Linked DNA regions of Rattus norvegicus: region 2 is linked to region 1. Evidence: chromatin contacts called from public HiChIP or PLAC-seq data. All regions are on one chromosome and are shown on one strand. Each heading gives the region's core, a stretch centred on a gene start, on an enhancer-like site or on the middle of the called end of the contact. The rest is flanking DNA. Distances are from core to core; before and after follow the strand shown.

The links. HiChIP or PLAC-seq counts read pairs in DNA pulled down with a chosen protein or histone mark.
Region 2: an H3K27ac HiChIP or PLAC-seq map of oligodendrocytes shows a contact between it and region 1, with 8 times the contacts expected there. The contact joins two enhancer-like sites. A contact is called at or near these places in 2 of 12 Hi-C or Micro-C datasets (the A7r5 cell line and the Rat2 cell line) and 1 of 1 datasets of contacts at active chromatin or transcription factors (oligodendrocytes).

Annotation. Positions count from the first base shown.
Region 1 is chr5:138,810,052-138,815,362 of GRCr8, forward strand. It overlaps a transcript of Hivep3 not described here. Among named protein-coding and RNA genes, the nearest start is that of RGD1563049, 59 kb to the left of the region's middle. Within about 2 kb of position 2,935, at least 57 of the 93 cell types and tissues checked have an H3K27ac peak or open chromatin away from gene starts, as enhancers often do.
Region 2 is chr5:138,950,478-138,956,085 of GRCr8, forward strand. The region is part of intron 1 of Hivep3 (HIVEP zinc finger 3); the gene reads left to right. Among named protein-coding and RNA genes, the nearest start is that of Hivep3, 10 kb to the left of the region's middle. Within about 2 kb of position 1,659, at least 51 of the 93 cell types and tissues checked have an H3K27ac peak or open chromatin away from gene starts, as enhancers often do.

The DNA.
Region 1 (5,311 bases), core at 1,685-4,184:
TATGGAATGACATGCCCCACCTAATTCATAGCCTTTCTCTTTCAGAGGCCTTACAGACAGTCCTCATGGGAGAGGCAAAGGCACGGGGCACAGGAGAGCAAGACTGGTCATTGAAACTGTCTGGCTTTGCTGTCCCTGATCTCAATTCCCACGTGTGTGGCTGTAGACAGCCAGGACCCTTCCTTTTCCCATGTTTATCCTGGTGGCCTCCAGGAAGAGAACCACAGACTTGTCTCAGAAGTCAGTTCCCTCTGCCATCCTTGTCTGGCCTCTCAGTGCTCAACCCTACTCAACACAAGTCCTAACTGCATGTCCATGGGCTGACCTGATTACCCATGGGGCCCCAGGGAGAGTCAGGCCTCCGTCTGGGGCAGGTGCACCTCCTGGCCCTCCTCACTTCTCTCTCATTCCTCTCTTCTACTGTGTGGGCTTGGAGACCCTCCCAGAGCTTCTACAGGATCCTGCTTCAGGGGTTTGAGAGACTGGTTTCAATCCTAATTTGGAGGCTAGAAGGTAGTTCCTGGCAAAGTCACATCAAGGCAAACATAGATGTCCCCAGAGGAAGATGGCATTCCCAATTCAGCCTGAGCCCTGCCAGCTACTCCTGGCTCAGTCTTCCCCTGGCTTAGCTCTGATGTGTTCATATTCTGTCATGGGTCTCCAACTTTACTCCTGGCATGTTTAGGAACTCCCAGACCCCTGATACTGGTTCTCAGCACCTACCTGGCCTTTTGCACTCCCTCACAAATGGATCTGTCTCAGAATCTACCTGTAGACCATGCCAAGGCCCCAGCTGCTGCCTTTCCCCACCTCCAGGGCTCTGTGAAGCTCCAGCTAGTCGTCTGCTCAGTGGTCCCCTTGAGATCACGAACCTCTGCTTCGGAACCCGTCTGTCTCTGTCTGGTTCTCAGGAACTTGATCAGTGATCTAAAACCTTCTCTACGTCTTCAGGGTGAGGTGCTTCTGCCCACATGGGGAGCTGTTGTCCAGAGCGACTCTGGGTCTCTGACGCCATTTCTTTTAATATTTGCCAAGGTTGGTGAGGGATGGACTATAATCTCGGTGACAAAGGAGATTGAGTCAACTTTCCCAAGAGCATTCAGATGAGCTCAGAGGTACATTTTACTTTCTCCCTAGACAGCAAGCGTTTGCCTCTTGCTATCTTTGCCCAGTGAGGGTACAGGGGCTTCTATCAAAGTATTTTTCTCTGATCATTGCTGAAGTACTCCCCTACACTTGGCAGATGGGACTCATTAGATGGCAGCAGCCCCCCTGGCACATTGCTGTGTCCCCCATCTCCAGGTGAAGAAACTGAGGCATGGATAGCAGTTTGACCAGGCTTCTCTGAGTGGTGAGACTTTGAAGCCCTCACTCCAACCAGCAGGCAGCTGCTACCATTACCTCAGGAAAGCACGGGACATGGGAAGACAGGCCTGGGCCACCAGCTGTGGAACAGAACTCTTGACGGCAGCCAAGCAAAGGGAGCTGAACAGAAAGATCTGCACGGGTCAGACCATCTGGTCAGAGGCTGACATGGTGAGGAAGAAGCAGAGGGTAGAGATGGCGATGAGCTCAGCTGGTGTAGGCAGGGCAAGTACAGGGTGTGTTCCTCAAACATGGCAAGCACAAGCCTGTCTTGGTCTGTACGCACATGCTGTTCCCTGGCCTGTTCCCTTGCCTGGCATGTTCCCTCTCGCTTTGGCTCCCAAGAAACTGACCACCATGGGTTGCATCTCATTGCCTGTAGCAATTTTTTTTTACCCTCTTAACATATATATTTCCCTAGAACATAAGCTTCATTAGGGCAGGAATTTGGCCCGTTGTGTTTGAAATTGTTCCTAGCCCCTGGTCCTGCTCAGTAAATGTCTCTTAGAAGTCAGTGGTCCCAGCTGTGGCTGACCTGCTTTCAGGGGGACTGACAGGAACAAGGAGGAGCTGGTGAACTAAGGGTCCCAGCTACACTGTCGCGGGTTCACAATCTTTCCAGGGAGTTGAAGGTGCCAGGCTGGGCAGGCTCACAGGGCTGACTGGTGGGCACGGGAGAACACTCAAAGCATATGGGTGGCCTGCACCACAGAGAGAAAAGCATATCCTCTTCTAAGCAGATCTGATTGGGGATGCTTGGGAGATGCCATGGTCTCTGGGGGGGGGGCATAGGACATTCCACCTACTTGACTTTAGAGCACCAGAAGTCACCCGTTGGCACTCATTACTGAACATGGCAGGAAGGGAGGATGGCCAACATGGCTGCCAGTGATATGAGAGCAACTATATTGCTTTTCCATTGCTCCGTCAAAATGCCTAAAAAAAAAGATAGCTTATTAGGACTCAAGACATCAGTCCACGGTGAGTGGCTCTGTAATTTCTAGATCCATGGAAAGGCAGAGGCAAGATGGAGGAAGGGGATGAGCAAAGAAGGATGCTGACTTCACAGCAGATGGGAGGCAAAGCGAGAGGTGAAGGGGCAGAGAATAATAGGCCATTCAAATGTACGCTGTTCTCAGCGACCCGCTTCCTCCAGCTAGACCCCACCTCTTCACAGCTCGCTCATAAACCCACTCAACAGTGGGTCAATCCACTGATGGCATAAGCATCGTCATGGCTTCCTCACCTCCCAACAGCAGCACCAGCTGGGGACCAAGCCTTCAACACGGGGAGGCTTTGCAGGGGCTGAGGGAACTCGAGCTCCATATTTAAGCCGTAGCAGCAACTGCTAATTTGTCTGCCATCATAGAGCTCTGGCTGGGTCAGACAGAATGCTCCAGAGAACCAGCATCTGGCTGGTGGTGCATGGTGATCAGCATATAGGAGCCACCCCAAGCCCCTGGCTGAGAGAGTGGGTCTGTTGAACGTGTGATGGGCTGTGAACCTCTATGCCCCTCATAGAGTCTCAGTGGGTTTATTAAATGCACAATGTGGGCGGATTCTCCACATCCTGCATTCAGCCTCAGTGATCACCTGTACACCCGATGGTGTGGTTTAGGCCTCCCTAAGCTTTTATTACACCCCATCCCTATGTGCATGGTCTTGTATCTTCTTCAGACAGAGCTGGGCCAGGAGTTAGGAAGTGCTGCCGCAGAGTGTGGTGAGACCCTAGCAAGCATGGCTCTTAGAATTAAATGCTTTTTCATCTGATAGACGATAACACTGAAGTGTGCTGAGGTCTGCTAGATTGGCTTGCTTTTGCCCTTCAGCCTGGAGCCATTTCCTCCACAGCATAGAGATAGTGTTTGTGCACACTGTTCTCTCTTGTTTTAAATGACTGAGTCAGATTGGAGAGGGCTGGGCTCCCTTCCCTGAGGGTGGCAGGCAATACAGAAGTTTCATACCAGGACCAGCCTCTGGCTTCACTGGGTGACGGCTTTGAGGACTTGAAAGAGAGCCTGTGGCTCGATTGGCCTACCCGACACAGCCTGGAGCCAGAGGCCCAGAGAGCATTGGGCACACAGCGTGACTCTGGAGCTGACAAATGCCCAGTGTTCCCACAGACAGGCTGGGGAGATGGGGCTGCATGGTCAGAACAGCTGGGTGGAGACTGGTGGCAGGAGGCAGTGTGAGTCCCCATTGTTCCTGGGTAGTCCTGAGGACAATCAGAGGCATAGAGAAGCCCCCTTTCCTCTCATTCTGGGCTGGAGCCCAGGATTCGGAGCTTCCTGCTCGCAGGCCAAGGAGAGCCACCGGGAGAGCCCCAGATTGGCCTCTGATTGGCAGGCACCCAGAACCCAGGGCTGCCCAGCCAGCTATAGCCAGGGCCTCTTTGCTCCTGAAGCCCTCCTGCCCACATGGGGCAGGATTAGGGAACATTACCTGTTTCAGGTCTCTGTGGCTCTGAACAGGTTACTAATGTTCCCCTTCTCTATCACAGAGAGACTGTGGGAGCTCAGAGAAAACACAGTTCCCCTATGCCACCGGGCAAGCACACAGTAGAGCCCTGTGAGAGGCACACAGTGAGGGACAGCAAATTGCTTGGAGGAATTTCCAGGAAGGTGGCAGAGTTAGGCCTGTTGTCACAGCTCCCTTCATAGGAGGCTTCGAAAAGGAACTAGTCGGAAATGGAAAGAAAACACCTTCTCTACACAAGGCAGGCAGCAACCCTGAAGGCTGACACCAAAATACAGAATTTGGGTACAGTGGAGAAATGAGGACACAGTCCCCGCCAGTGCAGGCTGTTGGCACCTGCAGCCCAATCCCCAGCTGCTTATGAAGCCTTTCAGATACAGACAGCCGTGCAGACCCAAATTCATTGCTAGCGTCCTTCAGGGTCAGCATTGGAAGGATTGTCACTCAGAGGCCAATGTGACCTTGTTCTCCAGAGCATTATATATACCCCCATCACATACTGTCGCTAAATATGGCTCAAGAGCAGACAAGGCCCTATGGAACCTACCACAGGGAAGAGCTGAGAAAGTATCCACACCCCTGAATTCCCAGCCTCTCCTTTTCTTCATGAACATATGACCCGTATTTAAAGCCTGCACTCTAACCATCCATGACAAGAAAGTCTTCATGCCTCAGCCAAACTGGGACTTTACTCGGGTGTGTGTGTGTGTGTGTGTGTGTGTGTGTGTGTGTGTGTGTGTGTAGCACAGACAGGACCTACTTACAGCCTTTCCTTTTTTCTGTCCACATGTGACTCTGGGCTTTGTTTGAACACCAGAAAGGCTCAGGACCTTATTTGCTCTTCCAACCACAAGAGGCCCAAACCTTTGTGGATCTCTCCTTTGCACTGAGTCTTCTAGGGCCCAGAGCTGTGTCCACATGATGTCTGGTTCTAGGAGCCGCCCGCTGCTGAGGGCATGGGCTGGGTATCTGTGCATCTTTGGGGTAAGAAGCTGCCTTGGCCGGTGGCTGGATGTCGGCAGCAGTGCGTCTTAGCTTGCTCCATGGTAGATCGAAGAGACTGTGGAGATTTCCATGAGGTAAGCTCATGCATTCAAACCACTCAGGACCTCTGGGAACTTTGTGAGTTTCACCTGGAGTCTGAAATCAGTGATTCTGCTTCAAGGAGCAACACAGTGCCTGGAGCCTCTGTGGAGTGAGTTTGACTTGATGTACTCGCTAGCAATTTCTTCTCCCACAATGTCTGAGGAGAGACGTGATCCTGGCAATCCTGGCTGTGTCGTTTAATCATCCGATGAACTGAGCACTTGATTTTATTGGCAAGAAGTAATTTATTTTCTATTTCTAAATAATCTCTGTTAATGACATGAAAATAAACATTTAGCATCCTTAGGCTGTGTAAGAGCATCCTTAGTCTGCCATAATTCTTTTTTTAAAATTACATTTATTCATTTGTCTGTGTACCCACATG
Region 2 (5,608 bases), core at 409-2,908, 140 kb after region 1:
CTTCCCTTGATCGTACACATAGACTAAAAACCAAACTCCTTCCCTCCCAACAATACTCACAGTGACACACTGCCATGGTCAGATAGGCAGACTTTCCTGAAATGCAGCTGTTAGACACAAGGTCCTAGTGACAAAGCAGAATGCCCATCTCTCCATATTCCAGTAGAGAACATAGGGTATGGAGCCAAGGACCTGAGTTCAGTTCCCCAGCACACACCAATTCCTGACACACACATATACACACTCCCCCCCCTCTATCTATCTCTATCTCTCTATCTCTCACACAGACGCAGTCATATACACATGCTCACATGTATGTATGCACACACATGCTCATACACAGACATACTCATATACATATGCTCACACATACATGTGTATACATACATGCTCACACATACTCATATACACGTGCTCACATGTGCATGTGTACACAGACACACAAGAAAAGGCAAACACTTACACACATTTATAATATTTGTGAGTTCTTTCAGATATAAAGGTATACAAAATAAATATGAAGGTATTCTTTCCTTAAGCAAAATAGAGCCTGCCAGGATCAGCTATGGAATGAAAAGGTGGCATGGGGTTAGCAAGTTATGATAAGCTGGGCCAGGCGGTGGCCTGAGCAGGTAGCAAGCAGCCTGGGTGGGTAGCGTCTAAATATGGAACCAAGGGAAGTGTGGGTGCCAGCTCTGTGGACAGCTGGGCAGAGCACTGGGCAGAGGTGGGGTCCTGTCAGGCAGGAACAGGAGGCCACAGTGTGACTGGAGGGGAGGTGGTGGAGAGCAGGTCACACAGAGCAGCCTGGGAGGTCTGAGCTCAGCAGAGGGAGCTCGAATGTGCTACAGCCCACCTGGCTGTGGCATGGGGACACCTGCATTGGGGATGGGGTAGAGTGACAGCAGGAGGTCAGTACCTGACAATGACACAGACCAGGACAGTGACTGCAAAGGCCATGCTGGGGTGGGTCTCTGACATAGTGTGGGATCCAGCCAGCATGATTCACTGAGATGGGACACCAGGCACAGAAGAGAGGCTTGTTTGTTTAAAACCAGGAAAGCCCACCAACATTCACATACACTGATGCTTCTCAAGCTAGTCCATGTCACCAAACCTCAGCTTACTTATCTGAGTACTATTAAATGGGTCTCTAGATAGATAGCTCCAAGACTCTTTCAGTCTCGGGCTGTGGGGTCTGGAGAGATCAGCGAAGGCTTTGAGGAAGTGGGTGGACCCTGTGACTTCGACCAAATCCAGCTGACAAGGAGGTGGAGAAAAGAGCAGCCAGGCAGAGGGCAATGAGACCAGGGACAGCTCAGAGCACTGGGCTGCTCAGGCAGGAGGGCCAGGAACTATTAATAGAGAGATGCTCCCCCTCACCCCCCCCCAGTTCCCCAGTACCACACCCTTTAAAGCAGCCCAGCTGGTCTGGGGCATGAGCATGTTATGTGAGCACCACGTTCCTCAATTTTTAACATTTTCAGATAGCCATGCTCAAGCAGGAGTAAGCCTGGCTTCTGGTCCGCCAGAGAGTTAACCTCCTGGCCTGGCACTGCATAACCACAGGGTCTGCTGAGTGCAAGGAGACTCTTCTGTGTGGCAGCCAGAGTGGTAAGCCTGGTGGCTCTGGGCTCTGGCACTGTCCCGCAGTGGAACACACAGACCTCCCTTCACAGATAATGGCCTCATTGAGTATTGTGCCCGTGGCCAGTGCCCAGCACTGGGCAGCTCAGCCTGGTAAGTTTCCTCTCTTGGCTGCTTAGCAAAATATTTACACTATGCCTTTCTAGTAAGACAGTTCCTGGGAGCCAGCAAACAGAGGGAGCTAGAGAAACCCCCTCACTCCCCATTTCACCTCCACACCCACCAGCGACCTGGTGGGGGAAGGGTTTGCCACACACCCAGCATGGGTATCTGGCTCCATTGTTGCCTGCCAGGGTTCTATTGTGAAGCAGGACCTAGGACTAGAAGAAGCTAGAAGGCCTGGCCAGCTTCACTATCCTCCCAGTGGTCTCAATAGATGAACGTGTGCTGATCTTAAGGGGCAAACGTGATATGGCTGGTTGCTGCTGTCTTCTGTACTGCCTCCTTATCTCTCTCCTCTCTCTGTCTCTCTTTGTCTCTGTGGGGGCCTTGGGGGAGCTTCAATGAGAAGAGAGGATACATTACAGCCAGCTCACTGCTGCCTACCCTCCCAAAGGCCCCTGAACCAGCCAGGGGAACATTCACTATGTCATCAGAGAAAATAGGAGCCGTATCTCTGTCCTCGACCCACCAGAGTAGAGGTCAGAGATCTCCTGTGTGGCCCTTTGGACAGAGTCAAAACCAGTCAAAAATCACACGGCTCATCAATAAGAAGATGCCTTGAACATTAGGCCCCATCACTGTTGTACGCAAGACACACATCCTCTTCGGCCCAGGATCCTATGTCGTCTGAGAATCTGGCTTGAACAGTAGCGCCAGCTCGTAAAGATGTATGTGCAAACGATGCTTGTTGCAAAATTCTAGAGGCAAACAAACAAACAGTCATTAAAACTCAAGAGCAAAGTCAAGATCAAAGGCACTGCATTCAAACCATCGCCTGCCATTCGGCATTAGCAAGTGGACTGTGTGGCTACTTAGAAAGCAGTGTAGGACCCTGCTGCTGGCTCCCCCAGCCTCCATGGAGCTTTCCCTGGAGTTAGGTGAAGCCGGTGCCTTTTAGCCCAGGGTTCTTCCCTGTTGGGTTCCTTCAGTAGTAATCTATCCTTGTCCTCTTCTACCCCATCTTACAGCAAAGAAGTTAAAGCTGGGGCCTAGCACGTGCTTGTTGTAGCCTGGTATTGTTGGCAGGCCCCTTCCCACCCTGGGTCCTGGCACTAACGGACAAGTACAGGCTTTAACCCAGATGCTGCACAGAGGCAGCTGAACTCCTGTGGTATGGAGGGGAAGCCACATAGCAACAGCCAAGTGACAAGAGTGAGGCCACCTGCCTGGAGGGAGAAACTGGGCTTGCCATTCATAAGGTGTCACATGCCCCAGGGAGGCCTCAGGGACTAGGGCCTGGACATAGAACAGTAGTAGAAGAAGAGAGACTTTGGAACTGGGTCAAAATTCTTTATGTTAACAGCAATTTACTTAATTCAGTTAAAGTGACGCTGTTGGTATTCCTGGGATCCTGGGTGCTTAGAAGGAGGCCATGTTTTAAACGAGACAGACTCAAGCCAGTTTTAATGCTAGGTAAGTAACAGAATACAATAGAATGTATTTCTGATGGGACTCAGAACGGAGATCTCCAGCTGGCACAGTGTCCCAAACATGAGCTAATGCCTTAAGGACAGCTTGCAGGACCTTCTTACACCCCGGGAAAGCCAAATGCCTAGCCCAGAGCTGGCATGAAATCCTGGGAAGTAGAGGGGGTGGTGGCTTAATGAATGGCTTCCAACTTAAAACAACCAGGAAGAAATTACCTTCTTCATATTCCAGGAGCGCTCCAGTCCCTCTGTGGTTGGGACACTGAACTGTGGAGATACCTAGGCAGCCCTTCTCTGACTGCCAGAGAGCTGTACAGTAGAATTACCAAGAAGGGCTTTCTGCTTGCTCACCTGCCCTTTTCTTCCCCCTCGGATCTAGATCTTAAATCATCCAGCTCTCCTGAGCTGACCGAGCCTCTGTAAGTGAGTTACAGCTGCAGATCGATAGTATGGAGCTAGCTAATTGATCAGGGCATGACAGACAGCACAGAGCCAAAGCCTTTTTGGATCTGCTTAGCCTATTGGGGTTTTCTGTTAGAAGCTCTTCCCTGATGAAAGGATACCTGGGCTGGCGAGGGCATTAAAAATATGGGGTAGTCAGTGTATATCATGTACTCCCCACATACGAACCAGCCAATCAGTGTTTAGTTCCTCTGAGAAATAAGATTCTCCCTCTAGACCCAGATTGGCAGGCTCCAGGCTGCTGGCCTTTGATATGCTGTTTCCTCAACAGAAAACCAGATCTTTAGGTTCTTTTCTCTATGGTCTCAGACCCCTAAGGCTATTCCCACTATAGTCCATCAGCTCCTAACTACCCTTATCCTGCAGCCTATGTCGTGAGCACATCTCTGTCTCATTATGACACTGGTCAGGCCTGTGTGCCTGCTGCTGGACACAGAGGAGTGTGTGTCATATCAGCAGCTCCAACCCATGTATCTTAGGGCTAAGTTGCTTCAATCAATGCCATGACCAAAGATACATTGTGGAAGAAACGGTTTGTTTGGCTTATGCTTCCATATCTCTGTTCATCACTGAAGAAAACCAGGACAGGAATTCAAACGGGGCAGAAACCTGAAGGCAGGAGCTGATGCAGAGGCCATGGAGGGGTGCTGCTTCCTGGCTTGCTTATCATGGCTTGCTCAGCCTGCTTTCTTATAGAATCCAGACCACCAGCCCAGGGATGACTCCACCCACAATGGCTGGGCTCTCTTTGATCAATCATTAATTAAGGAAATGCCCTGCAGGTTCATGTATAGCCAGACCTTATGGAGGCATTTTATTAATTAAGGTTTTCTCCCCTCAGATGACTTCAACTTATGTCAAATTGACATAAAATTAGGCAGGACACTGCACTGTAAACACCATGGCCCCAAGAGCCATGGGGACTCATAATACTCTAAGAAACATTATGCAGCCTTGGGGTTCTCAAACCAAGTGACTACGACCTTTATGCCAAGAGAAAGAAGCCAAAGCCAATGGACCATGTTGCTGGATGATTCTGTTTCTGTGAAATTTTCAGAGAAAATGAACCCACAGAGATAGAAACCTATGGGGGACTTGGAGGAAGGGAATGAGAAGTGACTGTTAATGGGTACAGGGATCCTTCATAGAGTGATAAAAAACATTCTGGAATGGGGCTGGGGATTTAGCTCAGTGGTAGAGCGCTTACCTAGGAAGCGCAAGGCCCTGGGTTCCGTCCCCAGCTCCGAAAAAAAGAACCAAAAAAAAAAAAAAAAAAAAAAAAACCATTCTGGAATTAGATCGTAGAACAGCCCTGTGGTGTTTGGTAGAAGATACACTTGAGTTGTGGATACAGCTCAGTCATGGAGTGCCTGCTGGCATGAATGAGGTCCTGGATTTCATCTCCAACATTAGAGGTGGAGAAAGACTATATTGTGTCATGTAAACATAACTTTCACCAAGTATAATGACTTACACGTATAATTCCAGTGTTCAGGAGGCTGAGACAGGAGGGTTGCCATGAGTTTAAGACCAGCTTGATCAGTCTCCAGGACCCACAAGTGGAAGAAGAGGACCCATTCCTGCAAGTTGCCCTCTGACCTTTACATGCCCGCCGTGACACATGCACATACATGAGCATGCAAATACAATAATGGAATAAATAAATGTAATAACAGTAAGTGATAAAGGGCATATGCTCGTAAAGGATGAATTTTATGGTATATTATTGTGTATCTGTTTATCCCAAAGTAAATGACACCTCTAAAGAGTCATATCTATGAAAAAGAGGCTGGATCAAAATTTAGAAAAATTTCCCAGATGTGGTGGCAAACACTTTAATCCCAGCACTGGGGAGGCAGAGCAGGTGGATCTCTGTGAGTTCAAGGCCAGCCTGACCTACATAATGAGTT